Regions from separate parts of the Mus musculus genome. Here regions 2, 3, 4 and 5 are each linked to region 1. A link is a contact called in public promoter capture Hi-C data. All regions are on one chromosome and are shown on one strand. Each heading gives the region's core, a stretch centred on a gene start, on an enhancer-like site or on the middle of the called end of the contact. The rest is flanking DNA. Distances are from core to core; before and after follow the strand shown.

What was found. Promoter capture Hi-C pulls out the DNA fragments that hold promoters and counts their contacts.
Region 2: a contact with region 1 is called in a promoter capture Hi-C map of hippocampal neurons, with 5 times the contacts expected there. The contact joins the promoter of Dnajc7 here to the promoter of Thra in region 1. A contact is called at or near these places in 4 of 39 promoter capture datasets (cranial neural crest, embryonic stem cells, hippocampal neurons and 1 more) and 1 of 115 datasets of contacts at active chromatin or transcription factors (astrocytes).
Region 3: a contact with region 1 is called in a promoter capture Hi-C map of pre-B cells, with 3 times the contacts expected there. The contact joins the promoter of Mrpl10 here to the promoter of Thra in region 1. A contact is called at or near these places in 2 of 39 promoter capture datasets (liver and pre-B cells).
Region 4: a promoter capture Hi-C map of liver shows a contact between it and region 1, with 2.7 times the contacts expected there. The contact joins the promoter of Mllt6 here to the promoter of Thra in region 1. A contact is called at or near these places in 5 of 39 promoter capture datasets (the C10 cell line, hippocampal neurons, liver and 1 more).
Region 5: a promoter capture Hi-C map of pre-B cells shows a contact between it and region 1, with 5 times the contacts expected there. The contact joins the promoter of Psmb3 here to the promoter of Thra in region 1. A contact is called at or near these places in 3 of 39 promoter capture datasets (hippocampal neurons, liver and pre-B cells) and 1 of 115 datasets of contacts at active chromatin or transcription factors (forebrain).

What each region holds. Positions count from the first base shown.
Region 1 is chr11:98,740,184-98,743,511 of GRCm38.p6, forward strand. Thra (thyroid hormone receptor alpha) reads left to right here and starts at 1,602. Exons shown (of 10, transcript NM_001313983.1): 1 at 1,602-1,823.
Region 2 is chr11:100,617,766-100,621,093 of GRCm38.p6, forward strand. Dnajc7 (DnaJ heat shock protein family (Hsp40) member C7) reads right to left here and starts at 1,862. Exons shown (of 14, transcript NM_019795.5): 1 at 1,763-1,862. The coding sequence starts at 1,839. It also overlaps a transcript of Nkiras2 not described here.
Region 3 is chr11:97,039,968-97,043,295 of GRCm38.p6, forward strand. It overlaps Mrpl10 (mitochondrial ribosomal protein L10), which reads left to right and starts at 1,615. Exons shown (of 5, transcript NM_026154.3): 1 at 1,615-1,685. The coding sequence starts at 1,634. It overlaps Lrrc46 (leucine rich repeat containing 46), which reads right to left and starts at 1,402. Exons shown (of 8, transcript NM_027026.2): 1 at 1,116-1,402; 2 at 900-1,005. The coding sequence starts at 1,137.
Region 4 is chr11:97,661,601-97,664,928 of GRCm38.p6, forward strand. It overlaps Mllt6 (myeloid/lymphoid or mixed-lineage leukemia; translocated to, 6), which reads left to right and starts at 1,812. Exons shown (of 20, transcript NM_139311.2): 1 at 1,812-2,080. The coding sequence starts at 1,972.
Region 5 is chr11:97,701,573-97,704,900 of GRCm38.p6, forward strand. Psmb3 (proteasome (prosome, macropain) subunit, beta type 3) reads left to right here and starts at 1,862. Exons shown (of 6, transcript NM_011971.4): 1 at 1,862-1,918; 2 at 2,216-2,400. The coding sequence starts at 1,916. n-TNgtt8 (a tRNA gene) reads right to left here and starts at 950; the gene lies at 877-950. It also overlaps a transcript of Pcgf2 not described here.

The DNA.
Region 1 (3,328 bases), core at 352-2,851:
TCCGCTGGGAGCCGGGACTGAGCTGGTTCATTTACTGTTTGCTGACTCTGCACACTGGAGCCTCAATTTCCCCACTGCAGCTGCCGCTGTACAGTGCAGGCTTCTTTCAACCATTGTGTGTGTCCTTCAGTCCCCCTTGCCATCCCCAGTAACCGTAGGCTTCCACTTCGTTCCTCCCTCATCCAGCTTCCTGTCCCTTCCCTATCGGGAGCCCCACGAGAGGCATTCTCCCTTCTCCTCATCCCTTGTAAACCCTTAAAACCCCTTGTAAGAGAAGTGAGTCCATTGGCTCAGGATGTAGGTGGCTGGAACTAAGATGTGCAAGGGCAGCCCAACTTGGAGAGACTGTTGGTCAGCAACCCACTCAGCAAACGATTCTATCCAGTATGAACTGAACGGTTAGAAGAGCAGCTCCCCAGACACACTCTCTGGCTCCTCCCCAAGAGCAGGCTGTGGAGGCAGGGCTCCGCCCTGGGAGCCGTGGGAAGGCTATGGCCCCCGCTGGTAAAACTGGGCTAATGATAGCGGGGGAACCGGCGGGGCCAGAGGGGGGTGCTAGGGTAATTAGACCTCTGCCTGGCGGTAGTAGATCCCAAGATGAAAGGGGCTCTGGCGTCACTGGCAGGGTTTTATGTCCACGAATGCAGGTGTGTGTGTGTATGTGTGTGTGTGTGTGTGTGTTGTGTGTTTTGTGTGTGTGGTTGGCGCACGTGCGCGCGCGTGCGCGCGCAAGGGTCCGGAACTGGCATGGAGACCTCTCCTTTGAGAAAAGGAGTCCACCTATTTGCAGCCACTCTGTTGCTTAGATTGGCCCTTGAACCATTTGGATTTTGATGGTATACACAGGAGAGGAAATATCACCTCTGAGAAGCTGGGAGATAAGGGGCTGTAGCGAGTCTTGTCCACCCCCATTCCCCAAGCTTAGTATAGGAGTATATTGTTGGGGAATGGCTGGTGGGCAGTGACTAGAAAGAGCTTCCATGGAGAACAGAGACGTTTGCAAGAGGAGACAGTGGATTCAGCATTAATGTTAGAAACGAGAGAGGAGGCACAATGTGGAACGAGCCTCCAAAACGGCTAGAAATAGGATGGTTGAAGTTAGGAGGATTTCAGAAGTAACCTGTCCAACCTTTGGATTTTGTGCTCTTACCCTGGATGCTGTAATGTGTTCAAGGTCACACAGGGAGTTGTTCGCAAAGAAGGGACCCGAACTCTGAAACTACCCTTAGCGTTTGGTATCTGGACTTCCTCCCGGATTTATAAGGTGCAGTGATCTCCTCGGTCCTTCTCCCCCTACCCCAGGGTGCAAACCAGAACCCCCCTCCCCCAATTCTCCTCGCAAATGAAAGCTATTTTATTTGAAAATGACATCTTTCTCAAAACGTGTCACCGACCGTCGCTCCTGGATGGAGCCGTAGGGGGGGCGGGGGTGAGGTGGGCGAGTCTGAGCCTGGTAGGGGCCAAGGCGGTAGAGGGGCTGCGGGGCGGCCGGCCAGGAGCTGGGGAGCGGCGGGGGGCGAGGGGCGGGGACCGGCGACTGCGAGGCGGCCTGCAGGGAGCAGCCGCGAGCCGGCCGGGCGCGCGGAGCTGGAGCCCCAGCCGGAGCGGGGCGGGGGAGGGAGGAGCCAGAGCGGCCGCCGCCTCTGCCGGAGGAGCCGCGGGGCCGCCACACTCGCCCCCCGCCCCCCCGCGCTCACTCGCACTCACACCCCGGCGCTGGAGGCGGGCGGCCCGGGCCCCACCGGCCCCCCATGGACGCCCCCGGCACGGGGCGCTGAGACCCCCGCGTCGTTGCTCAGCTCGGACCAGCGCGCCAAGCCGAGGTAAGGAGGAGGGAGCAAGGGGGCATTAATATGCAAATGCATCGCGATTGATTATGCAAAGCCGCGGGTCTCTGGCCAGCTTGGAGGCGGGCTGGGGGCGCCCAGGGGGTTCCCGCCGCCGACCTCAGTCTTTTCCGGCGCCCGGGTGACCCTGTCACAGCCCGAGAGCTAGCCACTTACGCCCTGGGGAAAGAAGGTGCTGTTAAGTGGTCGGTGGGCCCCGGGGTTCGCCCAGGGAGATGGCGTCTGGGCCTCCCCTTCGAGGGCCCGCCCCGGCCTCTGTCCGGCCGGTCTGCTGCGCATTCCCGGGTTGGGCCCCGCTGCCTGCCGAGGCTCCCCCGCCCGCCCCGCCGCGGTTTGTTTACGGTGTGCCAGAAGCTTGTCGTGTCCCCCCACCCCCCCAGCCAAAGAGACCGAATGGCCTTTGCAAAGCTGTCTCTAGCTAGGAAGGGCAATGTGGGTGCGGCAGGGTGGAGGGGCTTGCATGGGCTGGAGGAGAGAGAAGCCCCCCTCCCCTCCCCACCTCTCCAGTTGAGCATGGCTTTCTGGTTGCAACACTCCTAATTGCAAAAACGCGGCGGGTGGGGTGGGGTGGGGGGAGTGTGAGCTTGTAGTAGTGGGGGTGTACTTGATGGTCCCTAGATGATTAGGAGAATTGTTGGCCTGTGGTTGGGGAAGAGAGGAAGAAATGGACCCGTGTTCTGTGTGTGTGTGTGTGTGTGTGTGTGTGTGTGTGTGTGTGTCCGCGCGCGCGCGCGTGCATGCTCCCCGTTTCCCTCCCTTGCAACGTGTCTCTGGTGCCCCTTTTCTATCTTGGGCCCTCCCTTGTCCAGTGTGAAAAGAAGGCCTGGGAAGATGTCAGAGGCAATGAAGAGAGCCACCCATTTTAGGGACTGGAGGGGGGAGCACACAGAAGGAAAGCCAGGGAGACGGGAGGCCTGCCCCTGAATGCTGGCTCTGGACCCAGGAGGGGGAGGGGATGAAGGGGGCCATTGTCCAAGATGAAGGGGGAGGCAAAGGTGACATGCAGACAACAGATATGCCTACACAGACAGCTACATGCTCACTCGGGGACATCCAGGCAGATTCAAGGACAGGAGCTGCTGGACACACCCACATGGGGACAAGGGAAGAGGCAGGCCTCCACTGCAGAGTGGAGCTCAAAGGGTGGGACACACCCACGGGAGACCAAGAGCAGGGCGGAGAGACGGCCTATGCACATACCCACGCATAGGATCACAGGGAGATGCTGTCACACAGGGGTAAGAAGGAGTCATTGTCACCCACACCGAGAAAGTCACTATCGAATGCATGCATGCACACATGCACACACACAGCAATTGGACACAGTCGCACAATCATAAAAGACCCTGTCATTCAGAAACACACACATGTTCACATGTGTCCAGTCATGTAGCCGTCATTGCTTGCCATGACGATCACTGTCACTCAAGCAAACAAACAAACAACCGAAGCTACACATCAATACATGTGTACAGAACTTA
Region 2 (3,328 bases), core at 612-3,111, 1.9 Mb after region 1:
GCTCTTTCTGCCTTTGACTCCCAAGTGCAAGGATTACAGATGTGTGCTACCATACTCAGCCTTTGTTTAATATATCTGTCCATAAACATTTATGACCATTTATGACAAAATACCCTCTAAAGCTAATCTGGTCTTTTAAGGAGGAGTTGCTTTAGAGAGGGGACACAGAAGTTAGCCTAGTGTAACCGGTGCACACCTTTAGTCCAGCACTTGGGAGGCAGAGGCAGATGAACGGTTCTCTATGAGTTCAAGACTGGCTGGTCTACATAGAGACCTGTTTCAAGTCCGAATCAGTGACACTCTCTACAGGAGATTTACACTTGAGTAGGATAGATTCCTCAAATGACATATAGCCAAAGTCCCTATTTATAGCAGTAAGAAGCACTAAATTCTTTCCAAATATAAGTAAAATAAAATGTAAGCTCTGTTTGTGTTAGCGAGGGGCTTCCGTTCTCATTTGGCAATACCTTAAGTTATATAGGAGCGGATGATGCTTAACTCCAGACACTGTAATGACATGGAAACTCAAACAGGAGGAGGAGGAGGCAAGGCTAAACTTGATAGCTCTTGATCAACTACACTTTGTCTAGCATCTCAGCTTTCAAGTCAGGTACTACCATACACCTGATGACTACAATATTCCCCGTATCTCTCCGAGTACCGCTTATAAGTCTAACTTGGACAGTAAACCCCTCAGAATCCTGATTTCTAGACCTCCTGAACTGACTCTGTTCAAATTATTCAGCCTGAAGACATTCCCTACAGGCTTGGTATGAACATGAACCACAAGGGAAGGAGAGTAAGGGGACTGTAGTCCATCCTAAGAAAAGGATCAAATTAATCATGCTACTGATAAAAGAATCAGTTCACCTTTGGTATCAGAACAAGTCCCGCCCGCTCCCAAGCGTACTCTAACCCCCCCACCCCACCCCACCCCACCCCGCTTTGAAAACCCGTTCTTAAGCTGGTGTCGGAATTCACCAAGTGTTCGAGAAAAACCACTCACTCAGCACCTCCCTAGGCTAGGCCAGACTAGCAATCCCGAGCCACTGCAGCTGCCCAGCAGTGCCAACTGCATTTAAACAGCTGTTCTCCTTGAGCTTAAGAATGCTCTTGGGAGGAATGGCGAAGAAGCGTCTGCCCCCGTACTGCAAGAGACAAGCTCCTCATTCGCCCTTCTGTCTATCCATTCTTAACTTCTACGGCTATCGGGGAGTGGGGGGCGACCAGGTCCATACAGTGAGCATCCAATTCTCTCAGCCTCACACTAGAGACCACTAAGGGTCATTAGTGAGGAAAGGGAAGTGAGGAGGAGAATGCGGGCTTCGGAGACGACCAGTCAGGACGGGCAACAATGCACACAAGTTAACCAGAGCGGGCGGAGGTCGGGGCTCTGTTAAGGAAGTCGTCATTGTCGCCGCGACGCCTCCCCCACTCTGCAGCCGACCTCTGGGGTTCCTACCCTTCCCCCCGCCCCCGCCCGGGAACCCGGCCTCCACGATGAAGTCCACCTTCCTCCCCGCGGCAGAACAAGACCATGCCTCAAGCTCCCTGCTAGGCGGAAGCAGAAGGGGACAGCAGACCCCCTAAGTGTACCCCTTCAGAGGGATCTCGGTCGACTCCAGCTCAGATGGGGGCGGGGGGTGTCTGCAGGAGAGCCATCGTCTCTGCATCTGGGGGCTGCCTCGCTGGCGGGTCCACCTGCCCCAAGCCACGAGCTGCAAGCTCGTCTCCTCCATGACTCTACCACCCGGTTGGTTACCTCTTGGCGTCTTCGTCCTCCAGCAGTTCAGGCTCGGTCGCCGCCATTACCACATCGCACTCCGCGGTAGCCGCCATCTTACCGCCGGGACCAGAGAGCCGGGTGGGAGGCAGACGGTGTAGAGCACTTCCGGTCGGAGCATCGAGCCGCTCGGCGGCGCCGCGCCCAGAGGGACTCCCTCGAGCCCGTCTACCAACGAGAGGCTCCGCTTGGGGCCAGAGCGGCCTTCCATCCCTGGAGGTCCACGGTGGTCTCCGCGCTGGGGCGGGGGCCCAGGGACGGTTCCTGTGCGTAGGGGGCGCCACTTTACCCGTGAATAGGAGGAGGGTACAGAAGGAGGTTGCCTCTCTGGGCCTAAGCTTGCCTCAGTATCCCTACAGCCCGGTTGCCATAACAACTAGCAATCCTAGAGAGCCTCCGGTAACGCTTGGGAGTCCCTGGTGGGTGGAGACGGGGTCCCCAAGACACTTGAGGAAGAAAAGCCCCCCCCAAGACTACCTTCCTGACTTTGCAGTGTGTCCACAGCTTCCTCCCTGGAAAGGCATGAAGAGCTACTTTGAGCCCAATCCCCAGCTTCATCAGTTCCTGGAAGCCCTGCCCAACCAAGCGAGGGGAACGCAGGGCGTCTTCACCCTGCTCCTTTCATCCTCCACGGATCTCTAAGCACCAACTGGTTCATCACCCCAATGACGCGGACCCTTTTATGAGGCTGCTTTCATGTCAGCCGCTTGGGAGTGCCATCTCAGCGTTAAGCCTAGAAAGGATGACATGGCGCGCCAGCCCCTGCCCCGGAGTTTATAAGGCAGCTCATGGGGTGAGGTCCCTTTTCCTCAGTGTCCCCTGTACTCCTACTTCTCATAAACTCTACCCAGCACGCTTGTCTGGCCAGATGTTGTCTGGATTGGGAAGACAGCATAATTATCTTTGTAGTACCACTACCACACACAACAGTGTTGGATTAAATTGAGGCCCTCTGAGGTTAAATGTGGGGAGGAGACGACCTTGAAATTGTAATTTAAAGCCAAAAGGAACGAAAATAAGACAATGGAATTTAAATTTCCCTTAAGGAAAGTGTGTGTCAAAGTCCCTAACCTTATTTGTAGGTCCTTATCATTACTGACGGAGTGGAAACTACCTGGGCCACTGGATAGAGAATGATAGCTGGACCTCAGTGAATTGAAATGCTGTGACCCTTTAATATGGTTCCTCCTGTCATGGTGATCCCCAGCCGTAAAATTATTTTTTGTTGCTACTTTGTAGCTATAAATTTTCTACTCTTATGAATTGTAATGTAAATATTTTTGGAGATAGAGGTTTGCCAAAAAAAGTCATGACCCACACAGGTTGAGAACCACTGCCTTAATTAACGAATTTAATTTTTCACCCATTTTTCAACAACGGGGGGGGGGGAAACAATTTTTTTCTTCCTTCCTGAATTTCTTATGTTAGATTTCTTCTGTTCATCTGTTCAACATGAAACCTGGGGTAAATCACACAGACCCACTGCCCTTAGCTTGAAACCTTGTCATCAATGCTTTTTGTCCCCACACCACACATCCCCCAAGT
Region 3 (3,328 bases), core at 365-2,864, 1.7 Mb before region 1:
CATGGTGGCTCATAACTATCTTTGATGGGATCTAGTGCCCTCTTCTGACATGGAGGCTGGAATGAATTGTACACATAATAAAAAAAAAGAATGTTAAAAAAAAAAAAAGAAGCCGGGCATGGTGGTGCATGCCTTTAATCCCAGCACTCGGGAGGCAGAGGCAGGCGGATTTCTGAGTTCGAGGCCAGCCTGGTCTACAAAGTGAGTTCCAGGACAGCCAGGGATACACAGAGAAACCCTGTCTCGGAAAAAAAACAAAAACAAAAAACAACCAAAGAAAAAAAAAAGAAAGAAAAGAAAGAAAAGAAAAAAAGAACATGGTATGAGGAATTGCACACTTGCAGAATGTAGCTGTAAATAAGGTTGGTTAATGCTATTTGGATTTTACTCTGGCTGTAGTAGGTTGTTGAGGAAGTTTCTACCAGGGAGTAATTAGATTTATCATTTATAACAATCAATGGTGTAACAGCAGTATGGGAAGGCCAGACTGGGAACTGGGCGGAGAATTTTGAAGTTTGCTAAGAGGTGAGGTAGTGACCTCCAAGGCAGCTGAGGATGTATGAAAAAAATCGTCTTCAAGAAGTAAAAACCGCTGGGTGGTGGTGGCGCACGCCTTTAATCCCAGCACTTGTGAGGCATTGGCAGGTGGATTACTGATTTCCAGGACAGCCTGGTCTACAGAGTGAGTTCCAGGACAGCCAGGGCTACACAGAGAAACCCTGTCCCGAAAAAAACAAAACAAAACAAAACAAAAAAAAAAGTAAAAAAACCAACCGGAAAGTAATACTGATTAGTAAGTGGAGTAAGTAAGGAGAGAAAGTTTCAAAGTCAGTACAGCTCAGCAACCTGGACGTCACTGTTCCCGCCTTCTATCACCCCTTTCTCTCCTGTCCACTCACATCTTTTCTGACAGGTCTTCATCTCCAGGGAAGGTCAGGTTCCGCTTGGTGATAAGGGCTTCAGTAATGTGGACACCTTCCTCGGTTCTCTGGGCAGCTTTCTTAGCTGGGGAAAGATGAGCCTTTTGTCGCCTTGGGTTCATTTTTTTTTTTTTTTTTTTTTTTTTTTGGAAACCCGACCGACCTCACTGTTGCCCAACTGTTCTGTCAACTCACCTTCCTGCTCGTCTCCTGGCATGATCTAAAATAAACAGCGGCTGCTTGAGGCAGGTAGATGGACGAAGGCGAGCAGAGAAGCTTAGACGGTTGGGCTGGTTGAACCCAGGTTGGAGGGAAGACTGAGGAGACAAGGGCAGGGGGTTCTGAGAATTATTGGGGGTGCGGTGGAAAATAGGAGTAAATGGGAACGAAGGATCTGGAGTTAGAGGTGTGTAGCGTGGCTTTACTGGCCTTAAACTGAAAGGACCAGAAGGAATAGAAAGAACCGTTCCTTGAGGTCTCGCGTCGTTGCTAGGAGACTGGACGCCAGGTCTGACGGAACGGGGGGAGGGGGGGAAGAGGAGAAAGAGGCCCAGCTCCACGCATGCGCATAGCGGCCCTATCAGGCGCCACGCCCACTATTTCCGGGCCCGGGTTTTTGTTTTTTTTTTTTTTTTTTTTTTTTTTTTACTGCTGCCCCACAATCCTTAGCTACTTCCGTCTCCGCGCAGCGCGCATGGGAACTTCCTGTAGCGATGGCTGCGGCGGTGGCCGGGATCCTCCGTGGAGGTCTCCCGCCCCGGGCGGGTAAGGAGTGGCCCAGGGCCTCCCTGCACGCAGGATGGCGCTCTCTAGCCCTCGCCACCCTCCTTTCCTTCTGACCTTTCCCGTAATCTCTGACCGTCGACAGCTCTAGGAGACCCTGCCACTAGCCGGATCTCTGATTTGACTGGGTCATTACCTGCCGGTGACATCCCTTCCACAGCCCCTCCCCCCAAGCCGGGAATCACAGGACCTCGCTTTGGATTTTTCTAACCCTTCGCTCAGTTCTTACTCCTGGTCCCGGAGAGTCCTTTCCAGAAAATTTATGTATTCCTTCTTAAGGTCTTAGCCCAAACACAGATTCAAGTCTTCTCTCAACTACCCTCTCTCCATAAAGAGCAGGTTCTTTGGTGAAATTTACTTTTATCAATTCAGTCTAGTTTTGTTTATGCACGTGTCTCGTCTGATCTGTTAAACTTCACTGTGTCCATCTCAGCTGTGGTGTCTGCTGTTAATAGGCATCAGGCATTTAATGGGTAAATTTGACACCATACTGTAGGATTGTACTCATTGCTTCAAAGCAAAGGCACCTTGGGAGGAAGGCATTATTTTTATTTTTTAAAGAAGTATTTACTTTCTGTAAGTGAGTACACTGTTGCTGTCTTCAGACACATCAGAAGAGGGCATCAAATCTCATTACAGATGGTTGTGAGCCACCATGCGGTTGCTGGGAATTGAACTCGGGACCTCTGGAAGAGCAGTCAGTGCTCTTAACCGCTGAGCCATCTCTCCAGCCCCATCTCATCCCAAAGGCACTCGTAACAGCTCTTGTGGCCCTTAACCATAAAACCTCTCACCCTGGCAATCCTCTATATTACCTGGAGTCTTCTAGCTGATCTTTTCCCTACAAAACGACGCTATTGGTCTTTATGTTAGGGTTGAAAGAGTCACGTTGGCTCAGAGCTTTGAAGAATGTCCTTGGGTGCAGAGGGGACCTTCCAAGCTTTTCCTATTATCATCATTTTGTGCTATTGGGCACAAAAAGGTCAGAAGGCAGCTTGCGTGCCTCTTTTTCTTTTCTCCATCATAGGGGGATTCCAAGGGTTGTGTTTAGGTTGTCAGAGTTGGTGGGAAGTGCATTTATTGCACTGGATTAGTCGTCTCGCAGGCCTTAGTTTTGCAGTTTGAGTCAGGGTCTCATTAGTGAGGCTGATCTTGAACTCGGATTTCAGGTATTCACCATCTGACCTGAAGAAAGACTCCTTTGGGCGAATTGTGAGGTTGTTGTGTTTTTACCCCCTACTTGCTTCAAGTCATAGGAGCCTCAGAGCCGTGGGATGAAGCCATCATTAGCACGGGAAGAGTTTATTAAAATACAACTTTTTGGACCCCACCACCGAGTTTCAAATTTTATAGGTTTAGGGCAGGCAGGAAAGTATGTGCACTCCCACACAAAGCAGATGTTGGTGTCTTGATGGAGGTCTTTGTGCTTCAAGAACTGCTGCTTTGAGTGAGGACTGGCATGGTTGGTCATGGTGGTGTTCTTTCATTTGCTCTGTTTTTCTTGCTTGCTAGGGATGGAACCTCGGGCTGGGCAGGTAGACCAGTTCTGTACCTCTGAGTTGCAGTCCCAGCCCGGATGACTGTTTTATGAATAGTTTTACTGGAGCACGGTCTCTTTGCTTTAC
Region 4 (3,328 bases), core at 562-3,061, 1.1 Mb before region 1:
AGTTTACTTTTCTAGACACAGTGTCTTCGTTCCCTCAGCCTCCGTGATTCCCAGGGTCCAAACTGAGCAGATTTGAGGGCTCCAGCCCAGAACTCAGCTTCACAGACCTCCCCAAACTCCCGCCTCGCCAGGATTAAGGGAGTAAATCCCTGACGCCACAGACCAGGTCAAGGACAAGTTCTCCCCCTCCTTGCTTCCCCCCTCCTGGGCGGGGACTCATCTCCCCCCCCTTCCGGGATGAAAGGTACTAAAGAAACGCGGAGGCTCTGGCCCCTTGATGTTCCGGTTGAACAGGTGCTAGTGAAAAGGAGGCGGGCCCGGCGGAAGAGTCGGCCAGGGGGGCAGTGCGCCGAAGGGGGAGCGGCCCCCTCCACCCTCAATCCCCCAGCCCGCCATCTCCTCTCCGAGCCCTCTGCCCCTCCCCCCCAGGAAGCGTTCCCGGCCTAGAGGTCTTTGAAGTGTGGATGAAGCCCCCAGGGCTGCCTTCTCCCCTCTGCCACCCAACCTCCCGCTGAGGGGGTATTTGACCTTTGGTCCCTGTGGGGGCGCCGTCTTTCCCCTTGCAAAGAAAAAAGGGGAATCAGATCTCGTCTTTGGGCTTATACCAGTCTGGGGGAAGTCTTGGGTCGCTTTCCATCAAACCCTAGACCCAATTTCGGGGACTTTAATCCTTCGTGGTGCGTTTTTGTACGCTACTGTGATTCTATACCTGCCCAGAAGTCAAGGCGTGATTCTGTTGGCAAGCACTTCCGAGGCAGCTTTACTCACTTTAAAACGCAAGGCACGCCCTGAGGCTAGGGGTGGAGTTACGACTTAGAACAGAGATCTTGAATTAAGGTGGGGTACCTCATTGTACCCCTAAGGTGCCTAGAGACCTTGACATTGAAGACTTCAAAGGGAAGTTCCTGGAGGGCAGGAATACCTCTACTCTGGCGCGCAGCCGACTCTAGCATTCAACAAATTTTTGTGCGGGGCGTGGTGGTGCACGCCTTTACTCTAGCACTTTGGTGGCAGAGGCAGAATTGGGAGTTCAAGGTCATCCTTCACTAAGTGGTGAGTTCGAGGCTAACCGGAGCTACTGGTGATCCTGTCTCAAACTAACAAAAAAGATTTGTAAAGTAAGTAAAAGTTTACACGTGGCATTGTCTACCCTCCAGAGTGACCTCCAGGGACAGCACCCATGAGCTGCCATCCAGAGACACCATTCCCATTCCAAGAACAAGCACGGGTAAATGGTTTAACATCGCTCCAGTTCTTTTTAAGAGCCCTGGTTTTTTTCATCTTCCCTAGATTTCCCTAGGGTTGAAGAACACCCAGAGAAGGGGGATGGGAGACCGGAGACCCAAAGTGTGACACGGAGGGGAGGACTCGGGAACTACCCACCTAGAGTCATAAAGGGAAAAAGAAAAGACGGGGAAAGCTGCACTGAGCGCACGAGCGAAAAGCTCCCTACCAAGCCAGGCTTTGTTCCCTGAACCTAAGACTTTACCCGGCGGCGGGCGGGCCGGGAGCGAGCGAGCGAGCGGAGGCGCGCGGCCATGGCTGCCGCGGCCGGGCAGGGGGGCCGGGGGGGCGGCGCGTGAGCGGGCGGCGCGGGGCGGGCGGGCGCCCGCGATGTGCCACTCGGCGCCTCCCCCGCCGGGCCCTGCTTGCACCGCGGCCGGGCGGCTCTGGTAGCCGGCGAGCGGCGCGGAAGGGGAGCGCGGCGCGCGAGTCTCATTGTTGGGGGGGGGGGGCCCGTCGGGGCATGAGGGCGAGAGCACGGCGGGGGGGGCGGCCAGACAGAGCGAGCGAGGAGGAGGAGGAGGACGCCGAGGAGGAGGAAGGAGGAGGCAAAGAAAAGAAGCGGCGGCGGCGGCGGCGGAGGAGGGGGCGAGGAGGCGCGCGGCCCCCGCTCCCTCCCTCCCCCCCTGACCCCCGACCCCCGCCGGCCGGCCCCCAGCCCCAGCCCCGGAGGGAGCTCATGGGAGTATGAAGGAGATGGTAGGAGGCTGCTGCGTATGTTCGGACGAGAGGGGCTGGGCCGAAAACCCGCTGGTCTACTGCGATGGGCACGCGTGCAGCGTGGCCGTCCACCAAGGTAAGGGGAGGGGGGAGACGGCCGGCGGGGGGGGGGGAGCTGCGGGACCCCGGGGCGGCGCGCGCACGGGGTGCCCTCGGCCGCGCCCTCCGGAGCCCTCCTGGGGCGCCTGCCCCTCCCCCACCCACCTGAAGCGAAAGGCGGCGTGGGCTCCCCCCCATCCCCAGCCTGGTCCTCCAGGACCGGGTCAGGCATTGTTTTCTTGCCTATTGTTCAGTCCCGCGCCCCCCACCCCAAGTTGAAGGAGTTTTGGGGAGAGTCCAGGGCGCAAGGAGTGAACTCCCTGAGCCCCGCACCGCCGGTGTCAGGGCTGTCCCGGGAATGTTTACCTGCGAGGTAACCCCCCCTCCCGCCCGGTTTATTTTGGTTCCCGCTCCGGGAGGAAGAGGTCAAGGGGGGGTCATCCCCCTTCGCTTCCGGATACTGGGAGGAGCGGAATTGGGAAGGGAGGAGAAGGGTCCCACGGGAGAAGGGATCCTGAAACCCTCCGGGGAAGAGCTGAGGCTGGGAGAGCGGTTTTACAGGGGGCCGGAATGGAGGAGAGAGAGGTTTGGAGTTTCCCCCTGCCGCCGCACATGGTTCGGGAGTTAACTCCTTAAGGAATCTTGCCGAGGGCGCAGGCTGGCATCTCCGCCTGTCTGGCACAGGCAACCACCACCACCCCCCTTCCCAAGACAACCCTTAATGCTGTGGCTGCGGGCCTTTCCCGCCACTCTCCTCTGGGTACCTGCCCCGCACCTGCCCTCTGTTTTCACTTTTGACCTGTACGTGTGACAGAGGCAGAAGATGAGGTCCTTGAACCCCCGACTTCCTTGGCTTATCCCTTACTGGCCCTTTAAGAAGCACCCCCCCTCCCCTCATAACAACAAAACGTGTTACAATCATGACTATTTCTTGTTCTGGTGCCTAGGGGACTGGTCAGGGCAGAGGCGGCGGGGGGGGGGGGGGGGGAGGGGGAGGAATTCAGGTCCAGAAAAAAGGGAGAGGGGTGGGATGAGAATGGAGGATCTTTGGAAGTTTAAGGTCAAGGACTCTGTCAGACTTTTTGCCCCTGTTTGAAATGCTTGGTTGTGTGATTGAAGGCTGGCTCTATGCGGTTGGACATTTCTTGTAGTCCTGTTCCATTGAGTGATCCCGGGTCTGGGGAGCAGCCCCACCTACTGGGCTGGCTTTAGTAGGCTGGGTCTCTTCCCTGCCTGCCCCCAGTTACTCTGTGGGGGGGGGAACCATTGGCTGATGGCTTTGCTC
Region 5 (3,328 bases), core at 612-3,111, 1.0 Mb before region 1:
AAGAGACTTCCTTTGAGCCAAATGTCTAGAGAACGGATGGAAAGAGTCCCTTGCACATCTTCCTCCTGCCCACCTTCTCCAGTGTGCTCAGCGAACATGAAGAGCGCTTATTTTCCACCAAGTCTGTAGCTTACCCTGTCCTCTAGTTGATTGCCACACGTAGTGAGCAGTCAGAAATCAGAGGTTCCCAGAGAACAGGAACCCAGAACATCAAGGCAAGGACCAACGGGCATCTGTTGCCATCGGAAACAAGAGCAAGGAGAAAATCCCTTTTAAATGGTGGCACTAGTTAGAGAGAGTCGTTCCTTCTTGCTTTTGTGTAGCTTTACTTCTGTGTCCCTTACACCTCTCCCTCTTGCAAACGATGCCCTTTGTTGATCTCTGTATTTATTTCCCCATCTTCCGCACTGTCTACTTAGGCCCCCTCATGGTATGCCTTTCTCTGTAGATCACAGCTAGGTTCTTCCTCCTTCCACTCTTTTATCCCTCACTTTGTTCCTGTGGTTTTTTTCCTGACTGTTTCCATCCACCGGGACAGATTTCCTCTTTCAAGTTGCTATCGTCCACTGATGCAGACAATGGGAAGCTGTCCAACCTCCGCAGCAAAATTTATTCTTAATCCAAGGAAAATTGCATTGTTAAACATGGCAGTGAGACAGAAACTTGGCTTTGCCTTTCTGTCATCCTGATTGGGAGAAAGAATAGTGAGAGGTGGTGAGGAGACGTTAGGGATAGATCCATTCACTGACCATAGACGGATTTCTAAATACAGTGACCATCTGGGTTGGTGTATCACAATTATTGCTTCTGGTACCTCGGTACCGAATGTGGCTTTGGAGCATTTGCGATTTAAAAAAAAAAAAAAAAGGCCGAGACCGTCCCTGGGTGGGCTCGAACCACCAACCTTTCGGTTAACAGCCGAACGCGCTAACCGATTGCGCCACAGAGACGGTGACAGTTGTTTGTGAGGCAGAGAGCCGAGTCAATAGTACTGAGCCGATATGGCGCAAGACCAGTCACGACGCAAGCAGTTACAGTAGCTTAGAAACCCAGCGGAACAAAATCTGATCTCGAAGAACAGCGAATCGAGGCTGTGGCGGAGGGAACAGTGGTTGTGCAAGGGAAGGGAAAGCAAGGGATGCACACGTCCCACCTGGGCTGCCCTGGAGCCGTTGGCCCAGGCTATCCTCGGTCAGTGTCTAGGATGTGGCACAGAACGTTCCTTTGTAGAGTGAACAGAGACTTAGGGCTACGTCTGTCGGCCAGCAGGGATTGGGAGTGAGAGACTCCAAACGCTGAACAACCTGTAGCTCACTCCCGTAAAACAAAACAAAAGCTCCATTCTGGAACTAAACCCTCCTAGCACGAACCCTCGGCACGATCTTCCCATTCTGCAAAGAATGGGCGCCTTCGGTATACTCGGTGCCGATAGGTTAATTGGCGCCTGCAAAAATCCCGGTGAACAGTAAGGATTTGTGAATGAACACTGGAAGTCGGGTAGCTTGAGTAAAATGCCTAACTCCTGCAGCACCACGGTAAGCGCCAGCTTACCTACTCTGCTTACAGCACCAGCCCCACAAGGCCTGTCCCAAGCCCACGTGTTGCAAACTCCGCCCCTAAACGGGATGGCCCGAACTCCAGGTCCGCCAAGATCCCAACATGCCCCGGACCGTAGGCTCTTCCGCACTCACAGTGACTTTTCACTTTCCGCTTTCCATACCTCCGTTTTGGTGTCTCAACCAAACTATGCATATTTGTGACTGACGGCATGAGTGTCCAATAGAAAGCTGAACTAGTCAATCCGAGTCGGCCCGCCAGCCAATGGGGAGGATTCGGCAAGAGCGTTGACCCTGAGAAAGCCAGAGCCGGTTTGCAGGCAACGCTGTGGGGATCGGGCTTCCACTCCAGCGCAATCATGGTGAGATCGGGGAGTAAGGAAAGGAGTCTGGGATGGGAACTGAAAGCAAGGACGAGTAGTGCTTGGGTTCGGGACGGGGAGAGCCTGGTGGTCAGTAGAATGCACATGGGAGTACCGTGCAGATGAGTGCGGTTCCTGGGTGCCCCACCGGGCCCATCTCAGGGCTGGAGCTCCTGGCGTCCTGGCTCCTCCGGAGTGGAGGGCACGGGTATATGAGCTTTGGGGACCAGAACTGATGTGAAGGTTATGGTCCCACTTAGCTCCACGAACTGAGCCCCTTGATTTGTTTGTCCCCAGTCTATTATGTCCTATAATGGAGGGGCCGTCATGGCCATGAAGGGAAAGAACTGTGTGGCCATCGCTGCAGACAGACGTTTCGGGATCCAGGCCCAGATGGTGACCACGGACTTCCAGAAGATCTTTCCCATGGGTGACAGGCTCTACATAGGCCTGGCCGGCCTGGCCACTGACGTCCAGACAGTGTAAGTGTCTCCAGCCCCACCTTCACCCAGGTTTCTTCGTTGAGCAGCCCGATATCAGCCATCTGCCAAAAGCCACGATTGAGTGTGAGACTCAGCTGAACACCACAGCGTTACGGAGATGGGTCCTAACCTATGTTTTTCTGGCATTACCTTGTGCTCTGCTCTTTGTGAAGAAGCATTTTTGTTAGGGAGTCCCTTAATCACCGTCTTAATATTACTGGCGAGCCGTCTCATTCTGCAATTGAAAAAAAAATTGAGACCTTCCTTCAAGATGCACAGTAATGAACGTCAGCCAGAATCCTACTGTAGGTCTTTCTAAAGACCGTGGGCACTCGCTAAACCAGTAGGCGGCTGGCAAAGCAGACATACCGAACGATAACTAACCATGATGAGCTGTTGGGTTTTAACTGCCCACTTTACTTACCTAGTTGACAGTGCTTATGTGATTTGAGTGATGGGAGGGTCTGAGAGGGGAAACGGGTTGTCTGTGATGGCCCCAGTGTGCTGGTTCTGATCGCTGTGGTTGGTGGTGGGAACTTTAAAAACACAATTCATTGATTATTATTTTACGTGTATGTGTGTCTGTGCACCACATGTGTGCAGTGACTGCAGAGGCTAGAAGAGATTGTTGGACAACCTTCCCCCCCAGCAACCCTCATGACCCAGCTTGAATTACAGGTGGTTGTGAGCCACCATGTGGGTGCTGGGGATAGAAAGCTGGAAGAGCAGTCAGTGCTCTTCATGCCTGAGCCATCTCTCCAGCCTCTACATTTATTATTATTATTATTATCATTTTATTGTTTGTATGCCCGGGTTCCACAGCCCTGTGTGAAGGTCAGAGGACAGCTTGCAGAAGTTGGTTTTGCCTTTCCATCATGTGGTTCCAGGCATTGAGCTGCTTAGGCCTGGCGTAGGTGTTACTGCCCAC